Regions from separate parts of the Mus musculus genome. Here regions 1 and 3 are each linked to region 2. Evidence: chromatin contacts called from public Hi-C data. All regions are on one chromosome and are shown on one strand. Each heading gives the region's core, a stretch centred on a gene start, on an enhancer-like site or on the middle of the called end of the contact. The rest is flanking DNA. Distances are from core to core; before and after follow the strand shown.

The links. A called contact is a pair of places that touch in the nucleus more often than the background predicts.
Region 1: a contact with region 2 is called in a Hi-C map of the N1E-115 cell line, with 2.7 times the contacts expected there. The contact joins two enhancer-like sites. A contact is called at or near these places in 2 of 484 Hi-C or Micro-C datasets (the N1E-115 cell line and nephron progenitors).
Region 3: a Hi-C map of the MNK3 cell line shows a contact between it and region 2, with 3 times the contacts expected there. The contact joins two enhancer-like sites. A contact is called at or near these places in 1 of 15 datasets of contacts at CTCF or cohesin (the NIH/3T3 cell line), 1 of 484 Hi-C or Micro-C datasets (the MNK3 cell line) and 1 of 115 datasets of contacts at active chromatin or transcription factors (bone marrow-derived macrophages).

Annotation. Positions count from the first base shown.
Region 1 is chr8:10,820,300-10,824,194 of GRCm38.p6, forward strand. No RefSeq gene overlaps it. Among named protein-coding and RNA genes, the nearest start is that of Gm32485, 4.5 kb to the left of the region's middle. Within about 2 kb of position 1,867, at least 4 of the 459 cell types and tissues checked have an H3K27ac peak or open chromatin away from gene starts, as enhancers often do. A contact at or near this core is called in the N1E-115 cell line, where this site is marked.
Region 2 is chr8:10,468,999-10,472,750 of GRCm38.p6, forward strand. All of the region lies in intron 21 of Myo16 (myosin XVI), which reads left to right. Among named protein-coding and RNA genes, the nearest start is that of Gm51561, 41 kb to the left of the region's middle. Within about 2 kb of position 1,508, at least 4 of the 459 cell types and tissues checked have an H3K27ac peak or open chromatin away from gene starts, as enhancers often do. A contact at or near this core is called in the MNK3 cell line and the N1E-115 cell line, where this site is marked.
Region 3 is chr8:10,796,748-10,800,491 of GRCm38.p6, forward strand. No RefSeq gene overlaps it. Among named protein-coding and RNA genes, the nearest start is that of Gm32485, 19 kb to the right of the region's middle. Within about 2 kb of position 1,839, at least 6 of the 459 cell types and tissues checked have an H3K27ac peak or open chromatin away from gene starts, as enhancers often do. A contact at or near this core is called in the MNK3 cell line, where this site is marked.

The sequences.
Region 1 (3,895 bases), core at 617-3,116, 350 kb after region 2:
CACCACATACTGGGCATGGTTCTTAGAGGTTCCTGTTTATGTGTTGTGTTATTTTAGCTTTCATCTCAACACAATCTAGAATCACCTCTGAAGAGAGTCACATTTAAAGAATAATCTGAATCAGATTGGCCTATGGAGGTCTATGGTGGATTGTCCTCATGGGTTAATTGACCCTGCCCATGTTGGAAGGCATCATTCCCTAGGCTGGACCCTGCACTGTGTAAGATGATGAAGAAGGCTAGTTGAGAAGCAAGCAGACAACATGGATTATTAGTTCTTTTTCTACTCTTGACTATGGATGTGGGGCTACAAGATGTCTCAGACTCTTGCCTCCATGACTTCCTTAAAATGATAGATGAGGTGAGGATACTCACAGTGGCTCTATCTAGCTTACATTTCTTTTCTTTCCTTACATCCTGTGTTAATTTGCCTACATGGTGTTAGAGCTTTATGCCAGGAAGGCAGCACTGGCTTTTCTAGTATGCTAGTACTATTACCATGGTAGATCTTTTAGGGGGTGGAGTCTAGCAGAAGACAGTTAAGCAACTAGAGGTGTACCCTCAGAACTCTCTGGTGAGTTCCTTTGAAAGTGAGCTGTTACGAATGAGCAGCCAAGCTCCTGAATCGCTCTGGCTTCCTCTCTCCCCATGCTCCCTTGTGCATAGGCTCTTGTCTGTTTTGATAGATGCCATTGTCATTATTGTTAGATTTGTTTTCATTTTTAAATTTTTGTCTATTATTATGGAGAGGGGGGTTGTGCAAGCAATAGCATGATAGCACAAGGTTGGAGGTCAGGACAACTTATAGGGTTGGCCCTCTCCTTCCACCTTTATGTGAGTGTCTAGGATTGAGTCCAGGGCTTCAGGCTTTGTCCATCAAGTTACCTGATGAGCCATCTCTTTCATAACTATGTTTTGACTGATATCCGAAGCAGAAGTTAAAAAACCTTTGGAATGCATTCAATTTTAAGGATGTTTATCATTAATGCTTTTGGTCTTCTTGTTGATATACAATTGACTGCATTGTAATCAGAGAACGTGACCTGCTCTAATTTAATTCTTTAAAATTCACTTAGTCTTATTTTTGTGACACAGGCATGATATTTACATAAATTGTCTTTGTAGCAATGAAAATAATGGTTCTGAAATTATTGAATTTTCCTCGAATGCCTATGAATCCTGGCTTGTTAATTATATGGCTCAAATATTTTTCTCTGTACTAAATATTTCCTGTCTGATTTATCAATCTCTAACCAACTTATATGAGTAGATTCAATCTATTAATGGATTTGCCTATATCTCCATATAATTCTGTCACTTTTTAAAATGTCTTTGGCTATTTTATTACATCCATAAATATTTAGACTTTTTATAACCCTCTGGGAAATTTAAACTTAAATCAAGACATAATGGCCCTCTTCATCTGTAATTGTGGTTTTTGCCTTTTGGCTCTTTTCTCTGGTATTAATACTGCTATGCTTGGCGTCCTGTGGTTGTTCTTCGCCTGGCATCCATTTTTCAATTAATTACCTGAGCATTTCTGCATAACTAGGCTGTAGGCAAAACTCATGCACAGGACATATAATTTGATTTTTTTTTTAATTCCCATCTGGAAATCTTTTTTTATCCGGTATGTTTGTGCACTAAGATTGCTATCACATTTCAATCCTACTTTCTCCCTTTGAACTCTTGCTTTTTCTCTTTCTGCTCTCTGTATCATGTTTAGTTTTCTCTAATTTGCTTGATGTCTCCAATTAGAATGGTGAGTCTAAAGTTCAACAGACACAATGTCTTCTCAAGTACAAGGCAGCCCTGGGGCTATCAGCTCACAGGATGCCCTGCTGTGGCAATGTGTAGTACCTCATACTCTTAGTAGTAGATTAAGTCTGACATCTTGATTGTCCTGCTGCAGCCAAGGCTGGCTAGATCAGCTGCTCGCACCCCACTCCTGGATGTTTTACTTTCTTTCCTCCAAGTACCTTTGGAGAGAACATGGGGATTATGAATCCCTTCAGTTCTTGTTCTTTTGAAATGCACAGCTATTTTACTCTTGATTATGGGAGATCGTTTGCCACATATAGCAGTTTAGAGTGACATTTGTTTTGCTTGCTCCTTTAATGGCAACACTCTACTTCTTTCCATGGGTATGTTTGGCCTCGTTTATTTTAATCAGTTCTGAAATACTCTGTCAGTCTGCCTTGCTCTTCTCTCCCCTCATACTGTCTCCATTTCCTTGGCCATTTTTATTCTGCTCTTTATGGTGTCTCAAGTCTTTGAAAACAGAAATAAATCACCATCGCTTCTGCTTCCCACTTTCAGTGAGTAACTGCTTTCCCTGGTGCATCCCAGTGGTGGATGGATGCACATGTGCACATACATACTGATATTTGGCCAGATTTCACAGATTGTTCTTGTTCCTCAACATAATTGAGACTGGTCAAGCAGAGGGGATTTATACAAAATGTACCAGTCTAGCTTCTAAGAACTGCCATACACAGTGCCTTACTCGGATGATCCTGGAGCACAGGGTGGCGCCCACTGAGCCCCACCCCAACACACACCACACCAAGCTTTCCACGCCGTGTTCTTGGGAGATTGTAATGACCGCAGTTGGAAAGAAGATGTAGGAGAGGTGTCCCCTCAGCTCCCTTGCATGCAGGCAGCCTGTGTTTCTGAGGCTCCTCTTCCTTCAGACATTCTAGCTGTATTCAGAAAGTCTGAATTCCTCTGCAGATCAGCAAGCTGACCAAAAGTTCTGTCTCTTGTTCCTTTGGTGGCCATATTAATGCCACACCAATAAGACTGAATAAATCAGGGTTCCCTAGAGGAAAATAGTGGAAAGAATGAAGGTGTTGTACAATAAGTTTGCTATATTGGCTCACACAGTATGGGCCTGAGAGTTCAACAGTGCCCACGGGAATGGTGAGAGGTTTGAGAATCTGGTACCTGCTGCACTCATGAGGCCAGAAACCTTAGCAGCAGTTCCAGCCTGTCACTGTATGCCCAAAGACTGCTGGAAAGCCTCTAGGACTCAGTCCGCCCTGGAAGGACTAAGTACCTGACTTCTGATAGCAGTGAAAGGTGACAGCAATGGCGGCAGCAGCAGTGGCAGCAGCAGCAGCAGGATCTATGCACTCTCCAGCAGGCAGCAAAGGCAGACAAGCATTAGGCTTCTCTGTGGGATATGAATGTATGCATGTATATATGCATATATGTGTGTATATTGTGTATATATGCGTGCATATATGCATGTATGTATATATTATGATGTGTATGTATGCATGCATGTATGTATGTAAGTATGTTGTACCTGTATGCATGTATGTATATATGTTGTGTATGTATGCATACATGTATGTATGTATGTTGTGTATGTATGTTGTGTATGTATCCATGAATGCATGGATGCATTGCTGCCTCAGCTGTTATTGCAATCACCTTCACGGATCTTCCCACAGACATGTCTCTCTCTTAGTTGATCCCATGCCCAGTCAAGCTAAAATTCACAGTGAACCTTTACTGGAGGCCATTGGGAGCTTTGGTCTCTGCATACAGCACATTGGCTTCAGTGCCTGCCTTCACCCAGGTCTGATTTCTTACTATCTATAATTTTTCTACCCTTAAAAGTATCTTCAGTATGTGAATACGTATATACTGTATGCATATGTGTTTTATGTGCACATTTATGCTTGCGTGAACACCTGTGTATACACACTCATGATTGCATGATCACACGTGTGTGTATATGAATGGTTATCTGATCATCTGCGTGTTAACATGCATGTTGTGTGAGCATCTGTGCATGTGCATACATGCTTGTGAGATATATGCATACACACTTGTGCATTTACTACATGTGTGATCATCTATGTACATGTATGTGTGTATAAAAGTAT
Region 2 (3,752 bases), core at 258-2,757:
CTGTCAAAGAGATGAATCTTTAGTGAATGTTTTAGTCATTCTGGGGTGGGGGGAGGGTAAAGAAAAGAAATACAAGCATTTGGAATTTTAAACGATTTGAATTACAAAGACTTTAATTTCTTCCTAAATTTGATTTTTGATCCTTGGCTTATGTAAAATGACACTATTTCTTTGAATGAAACTTGTTATTAAAAGTCATTCAACTATTTGAAAGTATATCAAGACATATTATCCTTTTTTTCTTTTTTTTTATTAGATATTTTCTTTATTTACATTTCAAATGTTATCCCCTTTCCTAGTTTCCCCTCTGAAAATCCCCTATACCCTTCCCCCTCCTTCTGCTCCCCATCCCACCACTCCTGCTTCCTGGCCCTGGCATTCCCCTATACTGGGGCATAGAGCCTTCACAGGACCAAGGGCCTCTCCTCTCATTGATGACCGACTAGGCCATCCTCTGCTACATATGCAGCTAGAGCCTTGAGTCCCACCATGTGTTTTCTTTGATTGGTGATTTAGTCCCAGGGAGCTCTGGGGGTACTGGTTAGTTCATATTGTTGTTAATCCTAGAGGGCTGCAAACCCCTTCAGCTCTTTGGATACTTTCTCTAGCTTCTTCATTGGGGACCCTGTGCTCTGTCCAATGGATGGCTGTGAGCATCCACTTCTGTATTTGCCAGGCACTGGTAGAGCCTCTCAGGAGACAGCTATATCAGGCTCCTGTCAGCAAAGCCTTGTTGGCATCTGCAATAGTGTCTGGGCTTGGTGGTTGTCTATGGGATGGATCCCCAGGTGGGGCAGTCTCTGGATCCTACCCGACTTCTTAAAGGCCTTGGGAACTCCTGCAGAGAAGCTTGTGAGCCTAGCTTACTTCAGCATTTCTCCAGCAGGCGTCAGCCTCCTCAATGTTTTCTTAGAAAAAAGCTATCAACATCTCAGACAGTTAAATATTCTGGGTATATTTGTGAACTGTCCACTATCTGAAATTTCATTACATTATCTATCTACTATCTATCTATCTATCATTTATCTATATCTATATCTATCATCTATCTATAGCTACATCTACATCTACATCTATCTATCTATCATCTATCTATCTATCTATCAATCACCTATCATTTATCTACATCTACATCTATCTATCTATCTATCTACCTACCTATCTCTTCTATCTCACACACACACACTCCCACCCACACATGTGCCCACTAAAGCACATCACACTTTGTACATATATCTAGATTAAATGCCGAACAAATTGGCAAATAGGCTGTGCTCCCTTTCTCTCATCTGGCTTGGTGTGTTCTGCAGCCACCTGGAAAGCTTTTAAACACATCAAAGCCCGGGCTCCACTCCAATTTAGTGGGTTTGGGGTCAGACCCAGACATCAGCCACCTTCACAGAGCAGGGGATTTAATTCCAGTGAGCAGAAAGGATTGAGACTCGGTGCTGTCCTTACTGCCGGGCACTCAGGGCTCCGCCTTCTACTGGAGTCAGCTTTAATCTGTTCTCCCCTTCATTTTGTGATATACGGGTCATGCACTGTTTAGTTTTCCTCCAGATAGATTTCACTGAGCAGTAAAAATCAAGGGAGAACAGTTGGTGGAAATTTACTCAAGAAATTAAGTTTGTCATTAATACGAATGATGGGCCATCTGGATAAGCCACAAGGTTCTGCTGCTGAAGAGAGACTTCAAGGAATGCACCACTTTTATTATTAAACCTGCTAGTTTCTTTCATGTATGAAGCATGTGTCTTAAGAGCAGTACCCATACTAATTAGGTGGCTGATCAGTGTTAACTTATCCTCACCCTTCACCCACTTTCCGAGTCTGCTTTGGGAAGTTCCCGGAAGTCTAATAGGCCCCTCACACAACCCCAGTGGGGAGACATGTAAAGGAGAAATGACTATTGTCTTTCTTTGAAGCTGATGTTGATCCTCTAGATTATGAATGCAGATTTATACTTCTAGAAACTTCTAGAAGCATGATTAATGTACTTATTAAGTTTTCCTCTGAGGGGTTGTACACCTGTGCATGCACACGCTCGCACGCAAGCGTGCACACGTGCGCACGCACACACACACACACACACACACACACACACACACACACACGCCTTAGGTTTCTGTATCTGACTGTCCCCTGAGCCACCAAGCTACATCAGGTACAGTCCAAAGGCAAGGTGAATACACATGTAGCGTTTGTAACTCAGCACAGTAACAAATAAATGGCTGACATAGATGTTGGTAAATCTGAAAACCCAACCAGAAACGCTGGCACTCCTGAGTGTTGGAGGCAATAGGGAAGATCATGTTTAGAACAAAATTAATATAAACAAAATGCATAGGCTTTGTTCATAAAACAAAACGGGGAAAGTCTCTAGCTTCCCCAAGAAAGATCTCTCTGTATTCTTCTTTCCCAACAACCCTAAGTCTTCCTAGGTCTAGTACCATTGTAACCCAGGTAGCAGCTGATCCCCTCTGGATACCCACACCTCCTCTGGAAGCCAGTATCTGCTTCTTTCTAGGGAGCACAGTAGCAGAATTTGCTTCTAGGTGCCAGTCTGTGATCTGAACTCCTTTCCTACTGATCAGCATCAGGAAGAGTCACACAGACAAATTTTAATGTTACTATGACAGATGGAGAATTATATATGGAAATATATCAAATATAGTATTAATCAATATAATTCACTGGAATAGATATAAATGTTCACAAAAATATATTAATCAATATAAGTACATTAAAAATAAAACATAAACATGATATATTGACAGTTGTACAATGAGAACAAAAATTCCTAGTTCTAGATAGGAAACCAGCACTCCAGGACTACTATCCTTTCTGATCATTTCGTCCTTAGGTCTCTGATTTCACAGTGTAAGAGAATTTCTGTAGAATTGAAGATTATCTACTACAATCTTTACAAAAAGAGACAGAAAGTTAAACAGGAACCACTCAGCACTATAGTTTCCTTGTAATCTTGGTGAAGCCTAAAGGACAAGAGAAAATCTCTTTAAATTTGGAATCTCTGCTTCCAACATGGTGTTCCCACCACTACTCCATCAGGACCATTGGAGTTCTCAGAATCTTCTTTATATTCTCTCTCTCTCTCTCTCTCTCTCTCTCTCTCTCTCTCTCTGTGTGTGTGTGTGTGTGTGTGTGTGCGCGCGCGCGCGCGCGTGCGTGCGTATTGTGTAGACATTTATGGATATGTACATTACCACAGTACGTTGCTAGGCAAATGCGCAAGAGTCAGTTCTCTTCTACCATGTTGTTCTGGGAATTGAACTCAGGTCACCAGACTTGGCAGCAGGTGCCTTAGCCAGTGTCTTCATTTCTCAGGCCCCTCCCTTTTTTGCATTTGACAGACAGCTCTCTAGAACATCTCTCCTCTACTCCTCAAAAACTGTATTTCATAGGATATGTGGAAAGCTGGGAGTTTCTGAGATTTAAAGCACCAAGCTTCTTAGATAAGCACACATTTGGTGTGATCGATTCTCTTGCATAAGAACGGTCAGACCAGATGACTGTGCAGACGGCTGAAGATGCAACTGAAGCAGAGATTGGTGATCTAAATGGGACCTGTCACTCTGCCCTGTGACTGCAGCAAAGAGAACTGGATGGGGAGAAACCTTCCAGCTGGCAAAGGGAGGATGCATTCAGCATGTGTCTCAGTCAGGGTTTCTATTCCTGCACAAAACATCATGACCAAGAATCAAGGTGTGGAGGAAAGGGTTTATTCAGCTTAT
Region 3 (3,744 bases), core at 589-3,088, 330 kb after region 2:
GATCCAGGACTATGATTTCTGCACCAGGTGAGATCTCTTTACCTGCTCCTTGATGCTTTTTTCCCCCTGTGGAAAGTCCTACTGTGGCTGAGTGGGTTTGCTTTTAAAATTAATTCATTAGTTCATTAAAACATCATTTTGGTGATAATGGATTGAGATGTTCTTAATAGACATCATTTCTGGTGTGTGGTGTTGCAGTAAAGTAGGAGCAGTGAGCATCTCTGAGCCTGATGAATTTGGCTGAGAATCAACGGGGGGGGGGGGGGGGGGAGAAGAAGGAAGGAAGGAAGAGAGACAGGAAGGAAGGAAGGAAGGGAGAGAGGGAGGGAGGGAGGAAGGAAGGAAGGAAGGAAGGAAGGAAGGAAGGAAGGAAGGAAGGGAGAGAGGGAGGGAGGAAGGAAGGAAGGAAGGAAGGAAAGAAAGGAAATAAAGAAAGAAAGAAAGAAAGAAAGAAAGAAAGGAAGGAAGGAAGGAAGGAAGGAAGGAAATAAGAAAGAAAGAAAGAAAGAAAGAAAGAAAGAAAGAAAGAAAGAAAGAAAGAAAGAAGGAAGGAAAGAAGGGAAGAAGGAAAGAAGGGAGGGAGGAAGGAAGGAAAAAGAAGGAAGGAAGGAAGAGAGAAAGGAAGGAAGGAAGGAAGGCAGGCAGGCAGGCAGGTGTAAAACAGGAAGACAGAAAGACAGAAAAGTCAAGTAAAAACTAAACACTCATCATCAGCTGCTCAGAAAAGCACAGCCTTGACTAAAGCTCAGCACCTTGTGTACTCTCCCAGAAACTGGATACATCTAGCAATGCAGGATTCTGCTAAGACCTTAGGTGGTAGCTGTCTACCTCACCGGATGGCTTAGGTGAAGTTCTGTTGATCTCTACAGATTGATCTCCTATGAACCAACCACAGGGTCTCTTCATTCACAGTTCTCAGTGTTGAGGTGACTAGAAATATATTCTTCTTTTTGATGATCCCAGCCCATCTCAGCTGCTCTCATTCAGGTCTATCCTAGCAGACATGTCTAGCTGAATGAAGAAGTCAGTCAGGGGCAGAGGAGATAGTTCCATTTGTAAAGCATGGGGACCTGAGATTTGCTCCTTGTTACACACATGTCAAAAGCCAGGCAGGGTGGTAGTAATATGTCTTTGTAATCCTGGTGATAGGGACTAGATGCAGGTTCATTCCTCAGATTCCATGGATGTCAATCTACAGGTAGCTGAGAGACTCAAATGTCTCAAAAATTAAGGCAGATGTCCCTTAAGGATTCCATTTAGCCTATAAACACCCACACACACACACATACATACACACACACACACACACACACACACACACGGGAGAGAGACAGAGAGATGGAGAGACAGAGGCAGAGACAGAGGCAAAGGCAGAGGCAGAGACAGAGACAGAGACAGAGACAGACAGAAAGAGTGTGTCTGGAGGATGGACAATATATTTTGTGAAGCCATTGCTAGGTTGACAAAAATAATCCCTGCTGCTTTTGAGACAGGGTCCTGGTATTGCTCTCAGAAACTTCTTTTGATTTCACCTACAGAGACAGGTCATGCTAGAACCCTGGGACCTATCATTTGATAACAGGGTCTATACAACACCATGACTGAATCTAGACAGGGGAAAGCACACTCTGTATGTTGCAAAGACATCTGTGGAGTGCCTCCCGCAGACAGGATGAGATTCGTGCAGTAGTTAAGTCTGGAGGGTGGAGGGCTACCTCTGCCCTCTCTGTATGCTTCAAGGACAGAACTGATGGGGACCAGCTTGGGACAGTCATCTTGATCAACTCATGCTCACAGGCCACAGGCTCCTCTATTCTCTTGTCTGTTCATCCAGGAAATACCACCCTGAACTCTCCAATGAAGCGTGCAGAGAGCCCAGAGGATTGGAAACTCTCTGTTGTGGCTTCTCTACATTCTTTTAGTCACTTTTTAACATACTTACCTCATTGTGGTCTTAAAATAAAACCACTAAGTGACTTGTCCATGAATACACACACCATGAGGCATCTTTATTCTTAATTGAGTTTACTGCTAGGTACTTTTCTACTTTGGGGATTTTACTCTTAACTACAAATAACAATGGGGCACAGGCAAGGCTGTGTCCTCATGTGCCTACTCCCCACAAAGAGCAGTGTGTGTGTGTGTGCTTGTATGTGTGTGTGCTTGTGTGTGTGTGCTTGTATGTGTGTGTGCTTGTATGTGTGTGTGCTTGTGTGTGTGTGCTTGTGTGTGTGCGTGCATGTGTGTGTATGCTTTAAGCTATCTAAATATTTCATGGTTCAAGAGAGAGGGGCAAGTTTGCCTCAAAAAGAGAGAGCAGGAGTGATGGATGAAGGGGGACAAAACATACCAAAGTACTTATTATTGAAGCATGAGACCAAATCACAGGTGACTTGAATGATTTATCCAGGCACATTTATGTGTTGAAGATAAACCTAAATTGTTGAAGAGTCTATGGGAATAAAACCCACAACGCTGAATACATATTTACTATCTCTACGCAGAAATGTATAAGTAACCAAGGCTTCCTAAGCTGCAGTTAAGTCATGAGTTACTTGGCTGAGCTCGTTTAAAGCACTACTTTGTTTAATACCTCTTTGCAATCCCTAATTTCTAATAAATGCAACATAAATCACCCACCTCACACATGGCTCTTAGCAGTTCCTTTTCAGTTGTTTTAAAATCAAGAATTTATGAAAATCTCTCTTAAAAGGCAATAGTTCATGAGTTTTCCATTTGCATGTAATTTTCATGTGGTTCTACAGAGTAAATTTTATTCATTTATATCAGTGAGGCCAGAACTTTATGTCTTCCCGAAAGGGCTACATTTCCCTTTCTTAGACTGAAATGAATGAATTCTACTACCTTCCACTCAGCTCCACTACAACTGGAGCAGGCGATTTCCTTCACAACGTACCCAGCTAGCAGTTCCAGGAGCAGCAAGCAACTGAGGAAAGAAAATGAACAGGGTAGGCAGGGTGAGAAGAAGGAAGGGGGGGTGAAAGGGGAGGAGGGTGAACATGGCCAAAGTTCATGAGGCAACTGAAAGACTCTGAGTTGTCTTTATGAAACCCTGCACCTGGATCATGCATGTATATTCATGTCTTCAAGCATCATTAGGGTTTCTATTCCTACACAAACATCATGAACAAGAAGCAAGTTGGGGAGGAAAGGGTTTATTCAGCTTACACTTCCATACTGCTGTTCATCACCAAAGGAAGTCAGGACTAGAACCCAAGCAGGTCAGGAAGCAGGAGCTGACGCAGAGGCCATGGAGGGATGTGACTTACTGGCTTGCCTCCCCTGGCTTGCTCAGCTTGTTTTCTTATAGAGCCCAAGACTACCAGCCCAGAGATGGCACCACCCACAATGGGTTCTCCCAGGCTTGATCACTAATTGAGAAAATGCTTCACAGCTGGATCTCATGGAGGCATTTCCTCAAGGGAGGCTCCTTTCTCTGTGATAACTCCAGCTTGTGTCAAGTTGACACACAAAACCAGCCAGTTCAGTTGATAAAGCATGTCTACAGAGTGGACAGGTAGGGGCAGCATATGCCATTTGTCCATCTCAGCAGGAATGAAAATGCAAGGTAGAGATCCTGACTGTAGTAGCTATCCATGCTGAGCCAGGATCAAGGTAGGCAAGGATGGAAGGCAGGGGAGTGGCCTGGGCAGCCAGCACGCCGCCCTCCTAGCCAACAAAGCCTGAGATGCCTAGGGTTGGTCAGATGACTGCTCCTGTTAT